Linked DNA regions of Mus musculus: region 1 is linked to region 2. A link is a contact called in public promoter capture Hi-C data. All regions are on one chromosome and are shown on one strand. The core of a region is the stretch at or near the end of the contact, and the rest is flanking DNA. Distances in the headings are between cores, read along the strand shown. Region 1 overlaps Abca8a (ATP-binding cassette, sub-family A (ABC1), member 8a). Region 2 holds the start of Abca8b (ATP-binding cassette, sub-family A (ABC1), member 8b).

Region 1 (3,830 bases), core at 445-2,944, 42 kb before region 2:
CTAAAATAATTTAAGACTAGGCTCAAATGGGAACTTAAGGACATTTTTTATTACATTAAAAAAGAAAATTCTCATGACAGGCAAACTGCAAAACCACAGCAGGTGCACAGAAGAGAGTGGAGGAAAGCCATTTTAAGCTTCCATGGAGATAAGACACATGGTAGATGAGGTGGTGTGCATTTGTATAAGTTTGGGAACAATCAGGAAGGTAAAATATCCCATTGTCAACAGAAGAGAACTCTCAACACCCCAGTTGGGCTAGGTCCCTAATATTGCAGGGAGGGAGGGAGGGAGGCTTTAGAGAAAGAACAAGGAAACCCAAAGTGTTAGGAGTAAAGCCTAAAGTATTAAGAAACGTGTGCTTAGAAAAGAGTCAGAAGGAAGAAACAGAAGTTCCATTTTCCTGAACAATTCATAAAATATGGCAGGTTTAGGGCTCTCACACAATTGCAACCTGTAAGCTCCTGTAGTGGGGGTAAGGATTCTGGGGTGTGTCCATGGAGTACAGCATCTCATTAAAGAACTAATTGTTACACCTATCCCTTTAGCTTGGCTTAAGATGAGCCCAGTCTCCCAGGGGTAGTAGGCCCTTGGCCAAGTGAAAGACCCAGCCCAACTGGGGTGTTGAGAGTTCTGTTCTGTTGACAATGGGATATTTTACCTTCCTGATTGTTCCCAAACTTATACAAATGCACACCACCTGCAGTATAATATTCAGGATATTTTGCAGGAGATAGGACAGTATATAGCACAATAAGGTAAATGATTAGAACTTAATCACATGGTAGATGGCAGGATTAATTATATTTGTCTCTGTTTTAATGTATTTTTTGGAGTTGAATTATTTTTCCTTCATTGGAACAAAGAAAGCTAGCGAGGTGTGAAATTGAGAGTCTTTGAAGGCTAACAATTCATCCTTAAATGTAATACAATAATATAATTATACTATTTTGGAACATTATTTTAAAGCCAAAACTAAAGGGTTTGGGGGTAAAATTTACAGTTGCAGATATGTCTTTTAAAATATTACTAAAGCATAAGAAAATTATGTCTTGCTATGTTCCCGTGTTAGTGCAAAGAAAGTTCTGGGAATTCAGAATATCTATTTATTGAACACCAATGAGATTATATAGATTTTAGGTATACTAACTAAGAATAACTTGAAGCACCAAGGCCGACAAGCCATGGTGTTTTTGGGAATCTAGACTTACACTTATACTGCTCATTCCCTGGCATGACGTGTTTGCAGAAGCCAGCCATCATTGCCAGCTGCCTTCGCAAGGAGTACAAGGGAAAGAAGAAATGCTTTGTTCTTAAGAGCAAGAAGAAGATTGCCACAAGAAACATCTCTTTTTGCGTTCGAAAAGGTTGGACACGGGTTCTGGCTCAGGAACATCCTCCAAGCTTTAGCGTCCCTGTCCTTCAGTCAGCATGCTCAGAAGCTATGTTGTTTCTTCGTTTCACAGTAGAGTGGCTGTTGACTGTTTCTCTCTGGACAGAAATGGTTTCCCCTTTGAGTAGGGGCATAGTCACACTGTTGTAAAAACCATAAACACACTTTGTCATTGAACCATTTAAAATACAGTCTTCCTATTCAATCAGTGCTGTTGCTCTCCTAATGATCAATACTGTTTACCAGGGAACTGACCTACATTCTGCTATTCCAACCTGATATCTTGACCACAGGGTAAGCGGAGCCTTGCCAACTTCTGACTCTCTCTGTCTGACGCAACAAGACTTAGTCTTTCCTCATCCTGTGGCTCTGGGCAAGTGGCTGAAACTCAAAAATTTCTATCCCTTTTCAGTGTTGTCACAGCTATTACCACTCCCCACACCATCATATAGTTTTCTTTAATTAACACATATTAATTGTACAGGCTAATGGGATTCACCCTGAGATTTCCATGCATGCAAATGTGGTATACCGATCATATTCAGCCACCCAGTTTCTCTCTGGCCCTCCACTCCCCACTTTGTCCACCATCTTTCCAGTATCAAGTAGTCCTTCCTTGGCTTTTTCTTTGTCTGTTTGTTTGTTTCATTTCTCAGCATCTTCAGTTTTTTCTCCACTATTCTGTAATTTTCACTATAAATTTTTTTCATCCACTTAGTTAGATTTATTGCTATATATCTTTTTTGCATACTTGTTGTGAATGGGTTTCTCTCTCAGTGTGTTCATATTGATGCATATCAATGCCATCTGGAGCTGAAGAGATTGTTTAAGACCAATTGCTCCTGCAGAGAACCTGCACTTGGTCACCAGTACCCACATGGTAGCTCATCACCATCAGTAGCTCCAGTTCTGAGGGATCTGACACCTCCTGACCTCTGCTGGCACCTGGGACTCGTGTGATACACAGGCATAAATGCATACAAAACACTCCTACAAAGAAATAAAATAAAATAAAATAAAATAAAATAAAATAAAATAAAATAAAATAAAAATACATTTAAGAGCAGCTACCTGTTTTGTATGCTGGTTTCCTATCTTGCCACTCGCATCTTTCTGTGGACTTTTAAAAGATTTTCTACGTATAGAAGCATATTATTGCTAACAGAGATGATCCACTTGTCTACTTTCTTGTCCATAGATTTTTTTTTATTTCTTACATAATCGCTGTGTACTATATGGAGTAAGGGTGATAAAAGTGAACACCCAATCCTTTGCTTTATACCAGAGCCAAGTTTTTAATTTTCTTCATGAATCAGGATGTCTACTAAGGGCTTGTAATATGTAGTATTTTATCATGCCTGAACATGATCCTTTTAAAGATTTATTTTGCTTTTAACTATGCATTTTTTGTGTGGGGGTTTGTGCACTTGTGAGAGCAGATGTTTCCAGATCTAGATTAAGCACCAGGTCCCCAGGAGATGGAGTTTAAGAGATTATGAGATGCCTGCTATGGGTACTAAGAAGCAAGTTTAGGTCCTCTACAAGAACAATACACCCTCTCAGTGCTGAGCCATGTCTCGCCCTGTGTACTTTTACACCTATTTTATTTATGTCTCTTCACCTAACACGACAATTAAAATATAAAATCGTATTTAAGGCCCATTGTAAAGCACCTATCATACAGAGAAACCTATAATAGTCACTATCGTTACTAAGGTGTCTTCTTTTTCTCAGGTGAGGTTGTAGGATTACTGGGACACAATGGAGCTGGTAAAAGTACATCCATTAAGATGATAACTGGAGAAACCAAGCCAAGCGCCGGACAGGTAGGTAGATGAGAGATAGTATTTTCTCCAATGATACCCAGATGACAACTTGAAAAACATTATCCTTCAAAGTTCTAAAAATATTATCCTGAATTATAAAGTGTCACTTTAAGTGGCGCAGGTACTAGCCGTTTGATGGGGATGCTTTTAAATGTTTTGATAATTTTATGGGTATGGAATTAATTTTATTATATTCAGCACCCTTTAGCTTTTCTCTTCTCCCTCTGTCTCACATTAAGACACTTTTTGTTCTCCAAAACCTTCCCTTCCACTTCGTGTACGACCCATTAAACTTCATTAGGGTGGCTTGCATGAGCGTGGGCATGAACAACTTATCAGTGGTTACATCACTGAGGAAAGTGATACTAGCTCCCTAGCTGCTATTAACGACCAGTAATCACCAGGGCCCCTGGGCTTCTCCACCATCCATCCCCGATGAGATGTTAGCAGGTCGTGGGTAGGTAACTGCAGCTGCTATCAATTCATGAATGCGAAGCACAGGTCATATTCAGGAGTTCACAGCTCTCCACCCCCATCCTATGCCTTTTATATTCTTTTTTGCTTCTTTGGTTTCAGTGTTCCCCAAGCCTTGGAAAGAGCAACAAAGATAT
Region 2 (3,790 bases), core at 704-3,203:
AGGATGGCCTTATCTGGCAACAATGGGAGGGGAGGCTCCAGGTCCTGTGGAGGCTTGATGGGTCAGCATAAAGGATGCTAGAGTGGTGAGGCAGGAGTGGGTGGGTAAGTGGATGAGAGAGCAAAGGGGAGGGGAGATGGGATGGGTAGTTTGTGAGGAGAAACCAGAAGGGGCACAATATTTGAAATATAAAATAACCAATAAAAGCTTAAGTTCATTGGTTAAAAATAATAATAAGGTGGATTGGGGACTGGAGAGGTGGCTCAGGGATAAAGAGCACAGTTGCTCTTGCAGAGGACCCAGATTCAGTTCCCATACGGTAATCTGCAATCTGTAACTCCAGTTCCAAGGGATTTGACTCAATTCTTAACCCCACGGACACAAGGTATGCACTTGATGTATGCGCATGCACAGACGTACAACCAAAACACCCAAACACATAAGATAAAATAAATAAACCTTTTTAAAATAAAAATTACGGTGATACATAGAGAAACCCTGTCTCTAAAACAAACAAACAACAACAAAAAAAAACAGTATAATGAATTTGTTTTTTAATTGTGTGAGAATTTCATACATGTATTACATTTACATAATTTCCCCTCTAATTTTTCCTGTGTGTCTACTCAATTCCCTCTCAAATTCATGGCATCTTAATTTCTATTGTACACACACATACACACACATACACACACACACACCCCTAATGTCTTTTAACATTGTTCATATGTACCCGTCTTTAGGGCTGACCACTTGGGATTGGATGAACTACAAGACTTTTTTCTGGAGAGCACTGGTTCTCCGTTCCTCACCAGTCATTGGTTGCCTATATCTCTTTATCTAGGAGTAGACCCTAGAAATTTTACCTCTTCCTGTTGGCATGTCAGCTGTGGTTGTCATTATGTAAGTTTCCTTTAGGCAGATATATTGTTGCAACCTCCCGGGAGCAGCAATCCTGTCTAGAAGATATTGTCCAGCAGCCATATAGCCTAGTCCTCTGATTCACATCCCTTCTTCCAGGATGTTCCCTGAACTTATATTATGGGTGTACATAATGTGTTGGGTCTGGGTACCTCTTGGCGACCAGTTATGGATCCTTGTAGTAGCCTCAGTTAGATGCAAAAGGAAGCTTCTTGAAGAAGCATGAGAACTACATTCAACTGTAGGCATAAGAAGTATTTAAAATGCAGTTAGAAATTATATTGCTTAAGAAAAATAGCAGTGGTACATTCTCCTCTAGGGTCTATGACCGCTACATCCACAGAGAGTTGACTAGGTTTAGAATATCAAACACAATTTCCTTCTGATTGAGAAGGCTTGGTGTTCAATTATATAGCTGTTGGATACCCCCAAGGTAAATAATGCCACAGTTACACCAGTCAGAAAAATAATAGCATGGTACACAGTAATATATAATTAAAATAATATATAATAAAATAGCATATTCATAATCCATGATTAGTGTTTATTAAGCAAATGGCAATCAAGCTGCAAAAATAACAGAAATATGGACAGCACTTGATGAAGACCCTTGATGTCTATCTCTTTCCTCCAGGAGCAGAAGGGACATACAAGATAATTGTCTCCAGTATCTAGAATGAAGACCCTAAAACCTACTCCATAAATCAACAGTCAAGACTAAAGCTCAGCGGGAACTGGAAAAAAATCACCAGAGAACTAAATGAAAGCAAAACTGAGAAATAAGAATGAAAATCCTGAGTGAAGAAGTCAGAAGCCCAGGGCTGTGGGTGGAGAGAAAGCTTTCCTCCGATAACACAGCTCTCTGATTTACCACCTTCCAGTTTAAAAGCAACGCATTAAATGTTGCTCTCCAGCTTAGGCATCCTGCAAGCTTGGGAATATTGAATTTCCTCCGTTATACAGCCACATGGCCAGGTGACCAAATATAACTGGCACCGCCCTGCGGGGGCTGGCTGCACAGCGGTAAAAGAGGAGCAGCCATGCGCGGTCACGTGTCCGTGGTGTTTGGCAAGACCAACCCAGAGCTGAGATCATAAACTCCCGCTGAGAGCAGCTTTCACCAGTCGCGTTCACGGACAGCAAACAGTTAAACTCTAGAAAGGTGCTGGAGAATAGGGGGAGGGGAAGGTGTCTCACTTTATTATTCTAAACAGAGCCCGTGATTAAATGGTGCGGCTGGAGTCCCTGCTTGGCATTTCCCGAAAGTAAGTTTCTGAGATTTTGTTTTCCTTATCAGGTTTATTTGTTTGGGCATCGGGATTATTATTGTTGTTGTTATAATAAAAAAATGAACCGTTTTATGAGCTGAATGCTAACCATCTGTGTCAAAGTTGGTTTTTTAAAAATCAGTGGGCTATTCTGAAATGTTTTGGTGTCTGGTGTGTAATATTAAATAGAGCAAGGTATTCAATTAAAATATATACCTTTATATCATGATGTTCTGCTGAGCCATAAAATGAGTGTGCGAATGAGCTGAAATTGGCCAACAGACTGACTGTCAAGCTGAGACACTTCAGGATTGAGTGGGAAGCTTGTACTGCCTCTGGAGTTATTTGCTTTGATGATGTAATTTGGCAATCTGGGGTTAACTTTTCTGAGACTGCTTCCGGAGAGGGTTCACAGAACACTTGATGAATAGCAAGCTGTGACTGTTCTTGGATCTCTGGCTGTTCTGACACCGTGGGGGAAATGAGAATGTGAAATGTGCAGGGCTCTCCTGTCTCACAGCCTAACTTTGAATGTTCATCCTTCAGCACAGAAGTGTCAGCCTCCCAGGGCAACAGGGGAGGAGAAACACTTAGTCTCTCGCCCTCTGTCTCTGTCTGTCTCTGTCTCTGTCTCTGTCTCTGTCTCTGTCTCTGTCTCTGTCTCTGTCTGTCTGTCTGTCTGTCTGTCTCTCCCTCCCTTCCCCTTTCTCCTCCTCCCCCCCCCCCCCCCACTTAAACATTTTGGATATTATTTATGCCACAGATAAGGAGGGTTCATGTCTTCAGTATTTTTACAAATCGCAGAACACACACACCAGGAGTGGACAGACAAGGAGGCGATTTTAATTTACAAATAAAATCAGAGAAGTTGCAGACAAGAGTGCAGTTGCCTGCAGGGCTGTGCCTGATTCTGTATTGAGATCTCTACTCAGACAACTCTGCCACCCCAACAGACTACACAGTCCCCTCAGAAGTTGTTCCCTCTGGATTATCCGGACTGAGAACAACTCATGAGGCACCTTAGCGGCCCCTCAGTGGGCACTCCAACCTGATGCAGCTCCACTCTTGGCATCCATTCCTTCCTTCTCTCTTTCCATGAGTTGTCTCCTTTCTTTTCTTGCCTGTCTGCCTTGCCTGGGACCTCCTTTAACAGCCCTATGCAGGTTCCTCCTGTGGCAATAGCCCCTGAGCCTGCTTCAGCCATTGTGTCTCCCATTAGACTGGCCAGGACTTATCACCTGAGCTTCGACTCTAGAGAATCCACGAGAGTGAGCTCTCTGTGTGTGGTAAACATGAGGAGCACTTCTGGTAAGGACCCACCAGCTTGTTGCTGTGGATCATCGTGTGGGGTTCATCCCTAGCACTCGCTTCAGTTCTTAGGACTTAGAACCAATTTTATGGTATTCACCATGGAGCTACTGACTTTGTGGTCAAAAGCCCGGGCCATTCACGCCCCTGGCTTCCCAGAAATCTGATAAGCATGGGATTCTGGGGAGCCTTCCCTTTCATGATTCAGCTTAGGTATCCAGTGTCCTCCCTCAGGAAAAAAAAAATGCTTTTGAAGAGCATTTACATCCCTTAGTTTGCAGAAGAGGTTTCAC

What was found. Promoter capture Hi-C pulls out the DNA fragments that hold promoters and counts their contacts.
Region 1: a contact with region 2 is called in a promoter capture Hi-C map of liver, with 4 times the contacts expected there. The contact joins the enhancer-like site here to the promoter of Abca8b in region 2. A contact is called at or near these places in 3 of 39 promoter capture datasets (liver and macrophages), 1 of 15 datasets of contacts at CTCF or cohesin (the NIH/3T3 cell line), 4 of 484 Hi-C or Micro-C datasets (the AML12 cell line, liver, muscle stem cells and 1 more), 3 of 115 datasets of contacts at active chromatin or transcription factors (double positive thymocytes, embryonic stem cells and pancreatic cancer cells) and 3 of 9 other capture datasets (adipose tissue, liver and pancreatic islet).

What each region holds. Positions count from the first base shown.
Region 1 is chr11:110,035,880-110,039,709 of GRCm38.p6, reverse strand. Abca8a (ATP-binding cassette, sub-family A (ABC1), member 8a) reads left to right here. Exons shown (of 39, transcript NM_153145.4): 30 at 1,250-1,367; 31 at 3,128-3,219. Among named protein-coding and RNA genes, the nearest start is that of Abca8b, 42 kb to the right of the region's middle. Within about 2 kb of position 1,694, at least 5 of the 459 cell types and tissues checked have an H3K27ac peak or open chromatin away from gene starts, as enhancers often do. A contact at or near this core is called in liver, where this site is marked.
Region 2 is chr11:109,994,008-109,997,797 of GRCm38.p6, reverse strand. It overlaps Abca8b (ATP-binding cassette, sub-family A (ABC1), member 8b), which reads left to right and starts at 1,953. Exons shown (of 39, transcript NM_013851.3): 1 at 1,953-2,186.